Regions from separate parts of the Gossypium hirsutum genome. Here region 2 is linked to region 1. Evidence: chromatin contacts called from public Hi-C data. All regions are on one chromosome and are shown on one strand. The core of a region is the stretch at or near the end of the contact, and the rest is flanking DNA. Distances in the headings are between cores, read along the strand shown.

Region 1 (3,979 bases), core at 712-3,211:
ATTCTCAATGAGGTCGAATTCAATCTTGTGAGTTCTTTATCAGAGTTTATATCAACCAATTAGAGAGTGTGAACCAAACTACCAAAGAATCCTAATTTGCACTAGGATGCCAAAAACTGACGAGACACCAATTGATTCGTGTTGCACCGAGGAAGAAGTTGTGCACACGTTTAAATCCTACTAACACAAGAAACAAGAAGGTGTTAGATAACGTAAAGGAAGAATAAAGGGAAACAAATGAAAACCTACAGCTAAGAATCAATAAAAATTGCTGAAAACAGAAAACCCGAAAAACTGCGGAGTAACTTGACAACTTCGTTCGAGGTGTTACCGATCTCCAAAAATCACGAAATTAAATCTGGAGTGTCCTTATATATTGAATTTTTGATCTGGAAATTTTGGGCACCAAATTCAACCCGCTAAATATTTTTTTAAATTTTTATTGAATTTCGTATTTTTTTATTTTTTTGACTTTTCTGACTGATTTTTTTGCGGGAATAAATTTTTTATATTCAATCACAGTGCCAAAAATATGTATGTAAAATTTCAGATCAATCGGACAACGTTTACCCACTCAAATGAATTTTTTTAAACAATTTTTCTGGGTAAAACTGCCGTTTATGCTTTAAAAAATAGAGATCAGTTTAGAAATCAACCAAGAACACCCAAAACGCCCAAAATCTGATACCAAATGATACGGGGTTGCGCGCGGACCAAGATCGAGTTGCCAAGTCACGAGAAACTCCTACGAAAACCCTAAACAATTAGATCTGAAACGAAACAGAAAATTAAAAGATTAGATTTTTGAATTTTCAGATCTGAAATAAAATCCCCAAATCAGCAAAGAATCAAATTGAGAATAGAAATAAGTGTTAGGGTTCTTGAAACCCTCAAGGAGATTGTGATTCTGCCCAATTGAACACCAAGATAGTTTTCCCCAAATTTCGACAATCTAATTTCACCCAAAAAGAGTATGGAAAAACCCTAGAAATTGGGGATTTTTGGGCTGATTCCTTAAGATAGAAAAAGGCTGAAAACACAATAAGAACAGAAAATAGATTAGATAATGATTCAGCACAAGTAGAAATAAAGAAAGAATTGACAGTAAGAAATTAAAAGATAAGTCCTAAGAAGCCTTGAAATCTCGAAAGATCTCACAACTCCCTTCAAACGGCTCTAATCTCCCCTCCAAAGAATATCAATGGCAAGAAGAAGGTTGAAGATGGCTCCCACAATCAAAAAGATTGTTAAAACAACTTCTAAAGAAAACTCAAGAGAAAATCCTTGAAGAACTCAAAGAGAATTTTCACTCAAATCAAATCTGAAATTTTCAATGTAATTGTAATGTCATGTAGGGTGGCTGGCCAAGCCATATAAATAGGCCTTTCAAATGTTTTCCTAATTTAATTAGAACACTAAAACTAAAACTAAAAAAAACTCCTAATTATTTTAATATGGAAATTCGGCCAAGGGTCTTTTATTTGGGACTCTTGGACTGAATATAAAAATTTAAACTAAATAAAATAAATAAATAAATAAATAAAAATAAAACTTTACAACTTGGGCCACTTTAACAATTTGGCCTGATTTTCAACTAAGTATGGGTGGATTTCTTGATTGGGCTTGGAATCTTCTTATTGGGCCTCGCCTTCAAGAATTTGGGCTTTTGTGACTCGTATCATGAGGGGTGGGAATTGTTTGTGCTTTTACACTTTGCGAATAGGCATACATTGAGAAGCCATTGTTCTGCATAGTCTAATATTACTGCTCGGAATCTGAGTTTTCGTTTTGAGGTAACAGTGCTTCGAGCACATATTTGACATTTGGGAATGTTCCATAATTCCATTACCTGTAGTGACATTGTTCAGTCCTATTGGGGGTATCTCATACCCCCATCAGTCTATAGTGACATATAGGACCATTTTATCCATTCTTTTCTCTTTAATGATGTGAATCCATACCAGTATAATCTAACCCCACATCAAACCTAATTCACTCGCAATTTCATCCTTACTAGTCAAAGCATAACTGTTCCTCTCTCTTAGCGCAAGTTTGCAATGCCTTGAGTCCCTTCACTGTCAATGAACCCGTTGCTGAGGCTTTAGGGTATTTCTTCCTAAACTCCCTTGGAACCTCCTCCTTTTTCCAACTCGCCCTTTTCATTGTTCCACCTTTAGTATTTCTTCCTAATGTTGTTTGAAAAGTAATCAAACATCTTATGCCTGGTAATTTTATGTTTTGATGGTCGATTTTGGGCTATCGGGTGTTCGACATTGGATATATTTGTGGCTTTTTTTGTTTTATGTGTTCCAGTTTTTGGATATGATCGCTGCAGCTTGTTGCCTTTCTTTGTTCGATTTAGTTAGGTTTTGGGGCTTTGAATTTGGTTGTCTCTCGGTTCAGTCCTAGGGTGTTGTTTGTTCTTTCTTTTGTTGGTAGGGGCCTTTCTTGTTTCTGATTGGGTTGTTAGGATGTTAGGTCTTTTATACATCTCTCTTTAATCTTTTTCCTTTCTTTGATTCTTTGCATAACAACTTGGTTTGTTCATTGGGATTGGGACCTTCTAACAAGAATCAGCATACCCATGTATTATGAATACCTGAAGAACACGATCAGGATTTAGCTAGGCTGCTTGTTTGGTTGTTTTCAGCTTCTTCAAGAGCATTCCTTTGCCAGAAAAACTAGTCCAAAGATGGCTATTGCTTTATGTTTTGTTTTGACATTTTGGAATTGATTGTTTTTATAGTTTTAAACCTTGGGAATGTATAGGATTTGAAAGGTTGAATGAAAATGGATTTTGCGCTCTTTGTTAAGCAAATGAGTATAAAACTTGGAGAGTGGTTGGGCATTAGGACACCGAGGCCGGGTTCAGAAATTATGGAAAATTTGCTGATAAACTTGCATTGAACATCAACATCTTTTCCACTATTATTACTACCAGGGATCAACTTGTGGAACATTTTTCAAGTTATAGTTAGACAAGTTTAATATGCTAGGATGGGTGTATGCTGCAATCAAGTTTGAAAGGGCATGATTTGATTGTGCTGTATTATTTTATTTTGTTTGTGGGCAAGAAAAAACTTCATGGTTAGTTGTGAAAGAATGCATTGAGACTTCTTTCATTTGCATGTGGCTGCTTTTGCTTGGTTGCATAAGAGTTCAAATTTTCATTACTATAATTTGAAATAAAATTTTAAGGAAACAAGCCTCACCATGTGATTACAAGGATAGGGCATCGTGTATGGGCACAGAAACTACATGAAATATTGGTACTGTTATACATACAGTATTGTTGCTGGGTTTTGAGTTGTCTTGAGTTATACATGCTATTTTAAATTCATGAGCGGCAATGATTATCGCAATGCATCTATTATAGAGGTTTTATTTGGTTTCTGAAAGTAGCTGGATGACATCTGTTTTCACTTCCATGGTTAAAAAATAGGGTAAACTGGCTAGTTGGTCACCCAACTTTTTAGGTGCTTTCATTTTGGTCACCCAAATAAAAATACTTGCAATTTAGTCACTGTCGTTGAAGAACATTTTTATTTTATTCACTCAAACATTAAATACCTAATGGTAGCTTACTGTGCATGCTGTATCATCATTTTTGACCATTTTTTCAACCCCCTACTGTTCATCATCTTCCCCTCCATGCCACCCTTGCTTCCATTTTCTTCTTTCTTTGCTCACTGCTTCCACCATTTTTTTTCTAGAAATTAATTAATTAAAAAAAAACAAAAAACTAGTTATAGATCCAATGAGAGTAAGAACATAAACTTAATTAAATGTAATACATGGCCCATGCCATGAGTCAGGTCTGGGTCTGATAGACTCGCAATAATTGAAAAAACAAAAACAAATCCATAAGAAAATTTCAACTACTATCTGCTTTCTAAGTACTAACCCTTTGTTTCCTGCAGCTCAGCTGAGCAAACCCACAAAACACGTCCTTTTGGTTACACTGCTCACTTGCCCCCCC
Region 2 (3,979 bases), core at 873-3,372, 170 kb after region 1:
ATGATATGCAATCTTAGAAGATATGATTTTGTAATCTTAGAGATTTAATTTGTAGATACCTTTTAATCTTAACCGTTGATGTAATTGATCTGTACCGTTGGATTTGAGGAGGTTCAACTATAAATAGAGGCCTCTCCCTTCATTGTAGATCACTTGAGTTTTGGGAAGCAATAAGAATTCTTGAGAGCATTCACTCAAATTTCTCTCCCTCTTGCGTTCTTACTCTCTGTGGTTTGTTATTATTTTATTCTTCATCTATCTTAGTTTTTCAACCCTTTTTTTATTTTAATTTCTACATTTTTCAAATATGTATATTTATTCCTATCTTTTATATATTTGATTATGTATTTTATATATTATAATATTTAACCTTTTTATATAGTTTATTTTCAAATATATATTTTCTATGCATGTATATATATTATATTATCATTTCATGTATTTTGAACTATTGCATTATATTTTTATAATTTGTAAATGTTATATTTATTCATTTTTTTAGTGTATGTCATTTATCTTATTTGTGCATAGTTTTATTTTTTTTATATGTTATGTTTAATTATTTCTTTTATGTGCTATTTTATGATATATATTGTTGTATAATTTTTAAATGTATTATGTTTTTCTTTTAGCTTACTCATGTTTTTATTTTTTTATTATCTTATATTTACCCTAGTATGATTTTTTTATTAAGCGTATGTTCATGTTATTTAGTTTTGTCTTAATGATATTATTTATGTTTGTATGAAAATGTTAGAATATTTTGTACATCTATGCTTCATGATGCATTAATATGTCATCTTAAAACGTCATTTAAAATAATATATCAAGGTTTTTTAAAAAAATAAAAGGCAATGCTTGATGTTTGGAAACTTCGAGAAAGGTAGTGCCCTAACTTACTGGGTTGCGACTTTTCTCGTTGAATTCGAATAGTCAAGCACCCTTCTAAGTGATTTTGAGTTTTCAAAACTTAAACAATTATTTCGAGATTTCAAAACATAGTGTCCTAACTTACTGGATATGGCGTTTTGTTGTTTCGAGATAGAAATTTTCGAAAGACGAGTTTAGTTTTGAAGGTTTTAAAATGTTGCGTCCTAACTTACTGGATGTGATGTTTTGACTCGTTTGAAATAAGTGAGCCTTAGTTTTCAAAATTGAGACATTCTAATTAAAAGAGGTTTGCATCTTAAAACTTTCAAATTTCTGACATTAAAGACACTTGATAATCAATTAGGTACCAATTTTTGGGCGTTACGAGGGTGCTAACCCTTCCTCGTACGTAACCGACTCCTGAATCTGTTTTCTCGACTTTCGTAGACCAAAATTAATGTTTTAAAACAAAACATTTTATAAGGTGATCTAATCACACCTAAAAAAATTCGTGGCGACTCCCATTTTCGTTTTTCTTAAAGTCAATTCCCATTTTCCAAAACTCGATTTAAAAATAATTTAAAAATGGTTTCGACAATTAGAAACAAGATACTTTAGAGGATTTGAAAGAATTGAGAGAGTTGAGAGAAGAATGTGAATAAAAAAATGAAATTTAAGGGATATTTATAAGGTAAAAAAAGGTTATCGTTAGAGGTTTTATTTTTTATTTTTACCATTTGTGGCAACATTCAAAAAATCGTTGGGATTTGACTGTTAGCTGAACAGCAAAACTAGCTTATATCCATAATTAAATTTAAAATAGGCTCAAAACCCTAATTTAAAAAGAAACGGCCTTTAAGCCTTATTTTACCTTCTATATAAATTTAAAAAAGAATTTTAATATTGTTTGTAATTTTAAAAATTCACATTAATATTATATTAATAAATAAATATTTATATTAACTAATGATATTCTAAAATTATAATTTTAAATTACGCTAAAAATTAAAAAATATAAATTAAATATAAAATTTAAATGTAATATAAGGAAAGAAACTAAAATTTAATCATTACTATATTTTGTAAAAACAAAAACATTTTATTGATACGTGTTTGGTAAGGAATGGCTTATGCCTTCTTTATTTTATATATAGAGAGCATAGATTAAAAAAACCCAAGAAGTTATATCCTATCCAGAAAAAAGAAAACAAGAAATTCTCTATATATATCGGACTTTGAACACTATCTTGTCTGCCATTTCAACTGTTCAATTTCCCACTGCTTTAGATATTTTAATCACCCTGTATAATATTAGAATCTGCTGGTCAATATCATTATTTCTTTAAAATAATAAACATACTTTTTAAGTTGCTAATTGATACACGTAATTTGAAAACTTTATTTTGTATTTATAATTTTAGACATTTTGGACAAGGTAAACGAAACTTAGTTAAATACACTATTCATCCAGTCAAATTGCAAAATAATTTTTAAACTTAATTACTCATTTGGTCTATAAATTTGATACTTCCCCCAACCTAATATTTATGTTCTTTTCTACTTATTCTTTTTCATCTACTATTTTAGTGCTTTTTTTTCCCTATAATAGGGTTATGAGATTGGACAGAAATTACTCCTATTATCATAATTTTTTTAAATATATATAAAACTTTAAAAAATTAAAAAAAATAAAATATATTATTATTTTAAAATTTCAAAAGTAAATATCAAAATATATACAAATCTAAACGATTCTCAAAATATATAAACAAAAATAAAAATTCATCACCATCGGTTTTTTCCCTTTTGATCAAATTCACCCTAAATTTTTATGAAGCAGAGTTTTAAGTTTTTCATCTTAAGTTTTATTGTTTTTAAGTCGCAGAAAAGACACGCAACCCTGTCCAAGGAATACTAAAAACTAAAGATTATTAGAAGAAACAAAGACTCAATGGGATGTGTTTTTTGGCCAACTTCTTTGGGAAACCAAACAAAAAGTTTTGACTATTAGGCCCTGTATTTGTATAAATTATGGATTTAGTACCTATACCTTAATTTGATTAATTTTAGTTTCTATATTTTCTCAAATTTGAAATTTTAGTCCTAACTTAATGGTAGCAATTAAATTTGTTTGGTTAAATTATGTTATTAGTCCTTTATTATGCATAAAGTATATATTTAGTCCATGTTCACTAATTGTATCTGGCTATAATTTTTAATTTCAAAATTTCACTATTAATACAAATGAGAGTCATTAAATCTATTAACTGGGGTTTTTAGTAATATGTGAAATAAACAAACATATATAGCATTACACCTGTGATAATATGTTTGGCACATTAAATTTTAAAAATAACTTATCTTAATTAATGAATTTAATAGTTATCATTTGGTTAGGATTGAAAATGACCAAATTAAAATGTAAGTACTAAATCCATAACTTACTCAAAGTATGAGGTCTAATAGCATAATTTGACTAAAAGTTTCTCACCCATACAGTTCGCTTTTCCCTCCCAATGCAATTCCAACTCATCAGAAGCAGCCAAAACAGAGAGAACACGAACACTAACAAAAGGTTAAAATATGCCCATAATCATCACAAATTCGAAATTTAATTTTTTATTTTTATTTTTAAGAATTTAATATTTTATTTTTTAAATTTTTAAATTTATGTTTAATTATTAATATTATTAATTTTTTAAAATTTTTTAATGTGATATTTTAAAAGAAAAAAATCACTTAATAATCATATAATTAAAAAATAGCATTGTAATGACCTTAAATTTAACAAAATAATTTTACCAATGTTAATAATTAGTCTTCAATTTCGAAATCTAAAAAATAAGGACTAAAATCCTAAAAATAAAAAATATAAAGGCTAAATTTTAAATTTATAAAGAATACAAAAATTCATAACATTTTTAACTCTAAAAAAAACTTAATTTTCGGTAAGTAATATATATCGAAAAAAATACAAAAATTAAAAGAAAATCCGGCTATCGTTTTTTTTTTAACTTTTGACCAAAAATTTCACTAGAAATTTTTTAGAAGAATTTTTATACAAGTAAACTATCAAAATAGTCACTTTTAATTCTCTCATGTTACATTT

What was found. A called contact is a pair of places that touch in the nucleus more often than the background predicts.
Region 2: a Hi-C map of leaf shows a contact between it and region 1, with 2.3 times the contacts expected there. The contact joins two enhancer-like sites. A contact is called at or near these places in 5 of 34 Hi-C or Micro-C datasets (all in leaf).

Annotation. Positions count from the first base shown.
Region 1 is chrA10:92,042,565-92,046,543 of Gossypium_hirsutum_v2.1, forward strand. The region is part of intron 5 of LOC107896742 (ras-related protein RABC1); the gene reads left to right. Among protein-coding and RNA genes, the nearest start is that of LOC107896742, 13 kb to the left of the region's middle. Within about 2 kb of position 1,962, at least 2 of the 9 cell types and tissues checked have an H3K27ac peak or open chromatin away from gene starts, as enhancers often do. A contact at or near this core is called in leaf, where this site is marked.
Region 2 is chrA10:92,209,494-92,213,472 of Gossypium_hirsutum_v2.1, forward strand. No RefSeq gene overlaps it. Among protein-coding and RNA genes, the nearest start is that of LOC121208995, 19 kb to the right of the region's middle. Within about 2 kb of position 2,123, at least 3 of the 9 cell types and tissues checked have an H3K27ac peak or open chromatin away from gene starts, as enhancers often do. A contact at or near this core is called in leaf, where this site is marked.